2 separate regions of the Mus musculus genome follow, and region 2 is linked to region 1. A link is a contact called in public Hi-C data. All regions are on one chromosome and are shown on one strand. Each heading gives the region's core, a stretch centred on a gene start, on an enhancer-like site or on the middle of the called end of the contact. The rest is flanking DNA. Distances are from core to core; before and after follow the strand shown.

Evidence for each region. Hi-C and Micro-C count contacts between places; a contact is called where the count stands out from the background.
Region 2: a Hi-C map of bone marrow-derived macrophages shows a contact between it and region 1, with 1.7 times the contacts expected there. The contact joins two enhancer-like sites. A contact is called at or near these places in 2 of 484 Hi-C or Micro-C datasets (bone marrow-derived macrophages and macrophages) and 2 of 115 datasets of contacts at active chromatin or transcription factors (microglia and neural progenitor cells).

Annotation. Positions count from the first base shown.
Region 1 is chr5:43,046,160-43,050,549 of GRCm38.p6, reverse strand. No RefSeq gene overlaps it. Among named protein-coding and RNA genes, the nearest start is that of Gm43700, 9.8 kb to the right of the region's middle. Within about 2 kb of position 2,134, at least 91 of the 459 cell types and tissues checked have an H3K27ac peak or open chromatin away from gene starts, as enhancers often do. A contact at or near this core is called in bone marrow-derived macrophages and microglia, where this site is marked.
Region 2 is chr5:43,183,901-43,188,383 of GRCm38.p6, reverse strand. It overlaps Gm7854 (predicted gene 7854), which reads left to right. Exons shown (of 8, transcript NR_028417.2): 5 at 779-851. Among named protein-coding and RNA genes, the nearest start is that of Gm46911, 25 kb to the left of the region's middle. Within about 2 kb of position 2,748, at least 24 of the 459 cell types and tissues checked have an H3K27ac peak or open chromatin away from gene starts, as enhancers often do. A contact at or near this core is called in bone marrow-derived macrophages and microglia, where this site is marked.

The DNA of each region.
Region 1 (4,390 bases), core at 885-3,384:
AAGAGAGGGCACTTGGAAGTGACTGGCTCAAGTGTTATGTTCTGAGTGACATGGACTCGTGTTATTATAGGGATAGCTTTGTTATAATATAAGACTCTGACATTACCTTGCCATGCAGTGCCTGCAATAGGTTACGACACAACAAAGCTTGATCAGGTTTCAGTGTCCCTACATCTTAAAATACATGAAATAAATGAAACCTCCATTCTCTAGCCTGGAATACTCATTCTTTGCATCAGGAAATGATATATTCACACTTGTAAAGTAAGGATAATGTCACCACTCCCTCTAGTTCTCTAAAAGTGATGTGGCATCATGAATTGAAAGCTCCAATCCTCAGAAAAGGCTGATTTTTTTTTTTTGCATGTGTGTGTGTGTGTCCCTTTATTGTAGCCTCATTACACAGTACAGACAGAACCAATTATCAAGACTCCTGCAGTGTAGACCTAACTCTTCCAGCCTTAGCTCTACGACCTCATGCTGGGAACTGCTTCCCCAGGGTGTCCTTACCTTAACATCAAGAGGGGAGACCAGATTCACTCTTTCTGCTCTACTATCCCAGGCTCCCCACAGGGTAGAAAAGACTTGCCACAAACCACAGTCTTGTAGAGATTTGCCTTTACTACCCCAGCTTTAGAAAGTAGAGGTCACAAGTAGATACATTAGAGAAACATGGCAAAGTCTGGGCTCACTTTACCACTCATTAAGTTTTATTGCAAAGTAGTAAAAGAATCCTTCCAACTTTGTAGCCCCTATCCCTATCACCATCATTACCACAGTAGCGGTAGTAAATATTCATTAACTGCTTCTCAAACTGTTTCATTTGACCCCTACAAACAACTCACAAAGCAGATACCATTATTAACACCACACAACAGATGAGGAAATAGGACACAGAGCAGGGATCCTCGCCAGGGTTATGTAAGCTTTGATCATGGTGGCTTGACTTACCAGTTAGACTTGTGGCCATGCACTTACTTGGCAAATGATGTCAACAGATCAAGCCACAGGCTATAGAACATTGGGTAGAGAACTTGGGTGAGTGTCTGTCCAGAGAGCAGGCACGCAGTGTTCATCTGGTGCCCATCCCTGGCCCACTGAAGGCCAACACCAAATTGCACAACTTTTCTAGGCCATGAAGTCCTAGGTTGGCTGGGACATGAGAGGGTCATGCAAGAGAGTTCCATCTATAGTCAGGCTTAGTTGGGTCAGGGTGCCTCATGGATGAATGCTAGTACCATGTAGCCAAGGAAATGCATTGGCTGTACTTGGTGGTGCTAGAGAATGAAGGGGAAGGCTATGGTCAATAAGAGACATGGAGTAGTTTATGTTCAAGGAGAGATGGAAAACAGAAAATTTGGTTGGCTGGTAGAACCTTTATAATGCTTGGTTTGGTATTAAAAGAAAAACTTCATTTGCAGATACCATGAGTCCTTGACTATGCCATTCATTCAGATTGATCAGAAAGGCCCAAAGTCATCCTCTCTGGAGAACTTTGGAAAAAGAAAAATAAGACAGAGTTGCTTGTGATTGTCTAAGAAATTTCCTGAATGTGGTCCCAAGTGCTTCTCTGACAACACATTGTCCAGTTAGCATTTTGCTTGGCAGGAACGTCTTGTCATTTCTACACAGACACACTAAGAATAAACCATGAGTCATTGAGCAGCAGCGTGGTGAGGCTGTGGCAGAGCTGGGACACACTCAGCTCATGTGCCAGTCCCCTAGGACAGCTTTATGCATTCTTTTCAGAGGCTATGATGGCTTCCTTTTTTTTTTTTTTTTTTTTTTACTACTAAATCTACTCTCTGAGACATAGTATTAGACAAGTCTGATCCTGCTGAAGTGCTGGAAGCTCCCCGCTGCTCTGAAGATGGCCTACCAATATGTGACAGTTCTTGCTGGCTCTGGACTGAGTGTCTCTGAATTGTCAGATGCTCTTATATACCAATCCCCTCCTAGTTTTCTGGATACCCGCTCATGTTCTGACTGCCTTCCGCTCTCTCATAGTTTTCCCTCTTCCTGGAGCCTGCTCTCCTTGTCTGAAATGGCAGGTATTTCCTCATTCTCCTATTTCAGTTGACCATCCCCTGTCCAGGGGAGACTTCCTGTTTCCTAAGCCATGTCAACCACCGAAGTCCTGCTGCACCTCCCATTGTGAAATGCACCACTGTGCTGCCTGGCTATTTTTGACTCTCTCTTCCTTACAAGATAGTGAGCTTCACTGGCCAGATAGCCTGCCTAGGATGATCAGGGCTCTTTGCACTTGTGGAGTTAGTGTGGAAGAGGCAGGGAGTTAATTCCAGATCACTGAAAGCCGAGTCTGGAGTCTAGGAACTCCAAAGTCCCCGTCCCAGATTGCCTATCCAGATCTCGTGTCTCTGCACCAACCATGTTAAAAACTGGCAAGAAATGATTCTTCCCGTTCTTATGTTCCCCCTTCAAATATTGCAGACCGCTCTGCTCTTTGTATTTTCTCTGCCAGTCAAGATTTATGTCTTAGCTCTTTCACACTTTTTTTCTATTTCATTAATCTCCTGAATGCACTTTGGACACACTCAAGCTCCCATGGGTTTTGTTTTCTCACCCTCCTTTCACTTTCCTAATACCCTTAAAAAAAAAAAAAGACCTGGAGTAGCAAAGCTCTTTATTCATTGACTCTGTAGACAGTTACTGAGCTTGGTAAGCAAAATAGTGAAATGCAGAAGGCATGGTTCTAATCTTCTAGAAGCCATAGTTCTAATCATGCATGCTTCTGTGCCAGGATGGGACCATACTGGGGCATTCCTTCATATGGCTATCACACAGGATGCAGGCCCTTTGCCCTTTGCCATTTGCCCAGTGTTTTTGGAAGGCTATTCCTGGATCCTCTGATCCCTTCCTCATCTTTCTCCATACTCTGAGTTGCAAATTTTCATCCTCACTGGGATCATGGAAGGTACTAGGCTGCTCTTCCTGGCTAGCATCCTCTCTGAGAGAAGATTAAACACAGTCTGGAGTCTGGAGACCTGGTTTGAAATTTAGGTTAGAAAGCGGTCAGTCTGAGTTAGGAAGGCCTGCCTTTGTCAGCAAACTGACAGAGTTTGCTGTTTGCTGCTGCTGTTGTTTTTGTTTGATTGATTTTGAGAAAAGGTTTCTCTTTGTAGCCCTGGATGACCTGGAACTCACTCTGTAGACCTGGGTGACCGCAAACTCAGAGATCTGCCTGCCTCTGCCTCTCAAGTGCTGAGATTAAAGCTTGTGCCAGTCACCATGTTCAGTGAATTTTCTGAGTTTTAATCTTAATTTTTTTTGAAATTTATTTAATTTGACTTTATGTGGGATAGTATTTTTCTCTTAAAAGCCAGAAGAGGGTGTCAGATTCCCTGGGACTAAAGTTACAGAGGGCTGCCAGCTGTCATGTGAGTGTTGGGAATCGAACCTCCTCTGCCTCTGGAAGAGTGCTCTTCAGATCTCTGAATTTGACTCTTGACCATGTTTATTGCTAATTGCATACATTAGAAAGGCTTGTCAGGTTCCCTGCATTAATCACCCATGCAAAGGAAGAATGGCTTGTCTTACAGAGGTTTTATGAAGACAAAGTGATGGATATTTCTGGGACAAGGATGCACCAAACACCAACGTTTCTCCTAAATCAATGACTCAGCATAAGGACCACAAGCTGCCTTGTGGGACTGTGTCATGGCTTTGTTATAGCCTTAGAAATGAGCTGCCTTCTCGTGTAAAAACTGTAGCATGACTTTAATGAGACATTGTCTCTTAGACACACAGCTAGTCCGAATGCAGTGCACACTGACATTTTTATATTTAACCAAATGGAAAGTGTACACTTAGAGAAAGATTATACCTGGTCTGCAGGACCCATCTTCCCATGTATCCTGAGGCAATAAATTCAAGCTGTTTTTCCCTATTTTGCAGAACTGCTGAGGGACTAAAGGGAGATGCCAGTTCCAGACACAGGGAAGTAGATGCAGGACAAGTTCCAGGCCTACCGAATTCCTCCTGTCTCTGATCATCACTTTGGCTTTGATTAGGAGTTTACTGAAGCATCTGTCTTAAGCATCAGATTCAGGTGTTGGGACTGCATACCTAGTCTTAGAGTCTATGTCCCATCACAGAGCATGCCTGCAGGGAAACTGAATTCATAATGTTGTGATACTGGGATTTCCTAAGCCAGGGGTGTAACTGGGCAGAGAAGGGCTCCAATAATGCTTCGAAGCTCTATCCATTCATTTACCAGTTCTTGGCATTCTTTTTAGAGATGTCTCTGTGTTTAACAAGGTCTTGTATTTTGGTGACTAAGCATCCACTTTCAAGTTTCTGTGTGTGAACTTGTAAAAGAAATATTTGAAAGCCCGTTTCTGCTGGGCATTGTGTTGGCTATTGAATTCAG
Region 2 (4,483 bases), core at 1,499-3,998, 140 kb before region 1:
AAATAGCTCACTACAGGTAATGTTTAAGATCATGCATGTGCACACAACCTCACAACCCCTGTGAAGAACTCATATAGTTTGAGAAGAAACCAATGCTAATTATTAAGTTGCTCAAATCAGAGCTAATAAATTAGCAGACAAAGAAAATAAAAGCCAATAATTAACTTTGTTTTGTTTCTGGTATTATTTCATCAATTTCAACTGTCTTCATTAACTAACTAGAGTTTTAATGCATTTTGCAGCTAAGGTATATTTTATTTTTCTTTATTCCTTTTCTATTTCATTCTTTATGTTTATCAGTGCTATGATTTGAATGTATCCCCAAGTTTCATGTATTGGAGACTTTACTACCAATGCAACAGTATGGAGTACAGGGCCTAGTAAATGTTGGATGGGTTATTAAGGCAAGATAAATTAATGAATAGATCAATTAATTAATTAGTCATTATCTCAGAAGCAGATTAATTATGGCAGGAGTATATTTACTATAAAAGCGAATTTGGGATAAGATTAGACTCTAATGAAGATACTAGATGTTTTGTTGTTTTGTTTTTCAACTTGAAACATACCTAGGCATACCTGGGAAAAGGGGATCTCTGTTAAGGAATTGTTTCCATCAGATTGGCCCATAGGCATGTCTGTAGGGGCATCTTCTTGGTAGACATGGGAGGGCCCAGCATACTGTGAGCAGTATCATCCCTGAGAGGTGGGCCTGGGCTTTATGCTAGTGGCCAGAGAGTGACCAGTAACCATTGTCTTCCCATGGTTTCTACTTTAGTTCCTGCTTCCAGCTTCCTGCCAAGACTTCCTTTAATGATGGACTGTAACCTGAAGCTCAAACCCCAAATGACGTAAGTTCCTTGCAGAAGACTCCACTTCCTAGTAGTTTAATCACCTCCCAAAAGTTCTACAGGCTGGTGACAAAATCTTTAACACATGATCCCTTGGGGGACATTCTAGCTCCAAAGTATTGCGGGTCATCAGTGACAGAATCATTCTGCTCATTTAGAGAGGAAGAATGGCTTTGGGAGATTAACAGTGTTTCTAAGTAGAAACTAAGGACCTGGAAAAGGGCCCTTCAGAGTACTTAGCTCTGATTTCTCAGCCTTCTGCAGGATGGGTACAGCGACTTTGTCTTTTCCTATTGGATTATATTAGAGAATGGCCTGATAATGTCTTGTATTTAATACTCTGTGTCTCTGCAAGAGAACCTTCCTGGGTTACATATGTTTATGAGTACTTTTTATGGTTTTCTTGCTTCTTTGTCTGATGTTAGAATGACAGCTATCAGTTCTCCTTAGCATTCGTGTTTCTGTTTGGAGAGAACTGACCAGCTGTTTATTTTAATCTCATCAAACATTTTAGGATTCAAACCTGAATTCCAACAGTGTGGTGGGAATTCCTAATAGATGCTCATCTGTGTTCATTGGGACTTTTAACTTGTATACCATGCTGGGCCCTGTTTAGTAGTTGAAATGGAGTCATTCTATGTAATATGGTGTTGACCTAAGTCTGAATTTTCTTGCAAAAGTATTGAGGGCTTTGAGGAAACAAAAGTGCTGATTTCCCCCAATCCAGTCATCAGAAATGGACTTGTGCCAACACAATCTCTCTCTAGCTAGTCCTGGCTCAAGTGGTAGCTTTACTCTTTAGAAAGCAATCGCTGGAATCTAACAGCTTCACATTTATATCTCTTCTCCCCGGCTTCTGTTTGGTTTTCCCTCCTTGGCTTGGTAAAGAACACATAGTTACTGAAAAGCGATGCAGAAAAAAAATTAAACAATGAAAATTAGAACAAAGGAGCATGGAAAAACACATTTGTAAGATATGGAGTTTGAGTTTACACTTAGACTAATTTGGTGGTGTGCAATGGAATTAAACACATTTGTTTAAGTGTAAACCTTAGCCAGAGTTTATAAGTAAACTCAATGAACCAGAATTGTTTTTTAATGAGAAATTTAAAATGCCAGTTTGGATGTGTGGTTCATGTGCATACACACACACACACACACACACACACACACACACACACACACACAAACACACACACACACTGTATTTCTCCTCTTAAACTGAAATGGCATCTATTTATCATCTTTCTTTTTTTTCTTTTTTTTCCCAAACTATCTCCTTGACCTTCTAAATAGTGTACAAGATTGTTAAATTATAATATTAAAGGAAAATGCCTTAACATTGTTATAGCATTTAAGAGCCTACTCACTTTCTTGGAGAGGAAATCTATATTTCAGTACAAGCAGAACAAGAAAGCAAAGGGAGTACACTGACAGCTTTCAGACTCTTTAATGTGCATTGGGGACCAGATTAGGAGTTTCGTGTCTAATGCCATAATTTAGACTTTCATAGATTCTTCCACTTGTGTCTTAGCATGAGGAAACCCAGGGAGTCTAGTCAACTGGTCAAAATCATAAGCAAGTTAGCATCGGAGGTTGTATTGTAAGATGGATGCGTGTGAGTGTGTTTCACAGAAGCCTGGGAAATGGGGAGAAAGGCGCCATCTTTACTGGAACAGATGTCAGACTCCACATAGGTATGGCCTTTGTCACCATAGTATGGCTGCTGACTAAGGCAGTGTAGCCTTCTCTGTCCTTATAAAGCCTCGTGAGGAAAACCCTATTTGTAGAAAGTGGACCACAGAAAGGATCTTAAGGTCACTGTAGTGACTTAAGTGAAGGCCATTTCATAAAAGGAACTAAGATTTGAAACAACAGGAACTTCCTGTCTGGCTGTGTGAAAGACACAAGAGTGAGGTCAGACTGTTCACAAGGTTCCTCCAGAAGTCTGGGAAGGAAGCTGCCTCTTCCAGGATTGTGTTCATACCTGACTATTCGCACCTTGGTTTCTCCAGATACATATCTACATCCAGCTCTCCATGCAATCTCATTTTAGCTCATCTACTCTAAAAACAAACCCTTATCTTGGTTAGGATTTAAACATTTTGAGGGCATATAATATGGTCCCCAAAGTCCAGACTTCTGTAGTGAATTAGCTTATTGATTATTTTTCCATACTGAACCATGTACCATACCAAGAATTGACATGTCAAAGAAGCCAGTTTCTCATCTTTCCAGCAGGGAAGTCAGACATTAAACAATTACAGTAAAATGTGCTGTGTTGTTCATTTTTTCTTATGGTCATGACCAAAAAGGGAGGAAAAGACAAAAAAAAAAAAAGGCTACTTAAGGAGGGAGGTACATAGTTTCAGAGGATTCATTTCATATTCTAGTTTTGTGGCACAGTGCACTTGGGCAGAACAGTATGATGGTAAGAACATGTGGCCAGGCTGAATGGGAAGCACCGAAAACAGGGCACAGGAAGAGACTGGCACAAGATATAACCACCAGATGCATACCACCAGTGACCCACTTCTTCCAGCTAGGCCTGCCCCCTTCCTTCCACCACTTCCCATAATACAGTGTTATTGTGAACTAATCAAGGGAGTAATCTATTCACTAGGTCATAGAACTTCTGATCCAGTCTCTGGAGAGTACCGTCACAAACGTACCCAGAGGTATTTTATTAACTCCTTAAGTGTTTTTAACCCAATCAAGCTGAGAGACAAACATAATTGCCTCGGGCACACACACACACACACACACACACACATACACACACACACACACACACAGGGTTAACTATTATGTGCAAATATGTGTGGCATTTAGCAAGGGACAATGATTCAAATAGGACTTTGTTCCACAAGAAATGATGGTGGAAGACCATGCAAGTGGGGCTCATGGGGGTTAATATATAATTCAAGGTGATTGACACAACTGGTTTATCCTTTCATGGAAGTTTTCTGCTTTTTCTTTCAAAGCATTATTAATTTTGTTTTCTTGAATTATTTTTCCTAAGAAATAAAAATAACCTTTCAATGACCAAGACAAAGTAACTTTGAGATCATCTCTTCTTGTATTCCTTAGGATTCTCATTTTATATGTAATTCTAGAAGTTCTTCTTTAATTAATTCATAGTGTCTGTGAATTGCTTTGGTTTAATCCCAGTATCTCAAAGCAATCCAAGTATGTGGTTTTTATTGACAAGCTTGTTGTTACATTGCTACATTTAGCTCAAGGATACTATTGATGGCTCCATGCTATTACACTAACTGAACACCTTAGAAAAAGTGTGGAAATATATTTTCTCTAGAAATTCTCATCCAGTAATAGCATTGATCTTCTAAGATATATTTCAGTCTTTTTAAATGACTATACTTTTTGTTGTTTTGTGTTGTTTTGTATTTTGGCTGTCAGGAAGCTTAAAAGTAAGTTAATGGCTATCCCATTTCATCTTTAATTTGGGGTTTCTGCTGTTTGGAATCTACCTAATAATGCATTGTTCTCATCCCACTAATACCTAATACTTAGTTTGGCTTTCTACTGCTGTGACAAACACCATGAGCAGAAATCACTTGGGGAGGAAAGGTTTTATTTCATCTCATAGTTTATAGTCCATTATGAAGGAA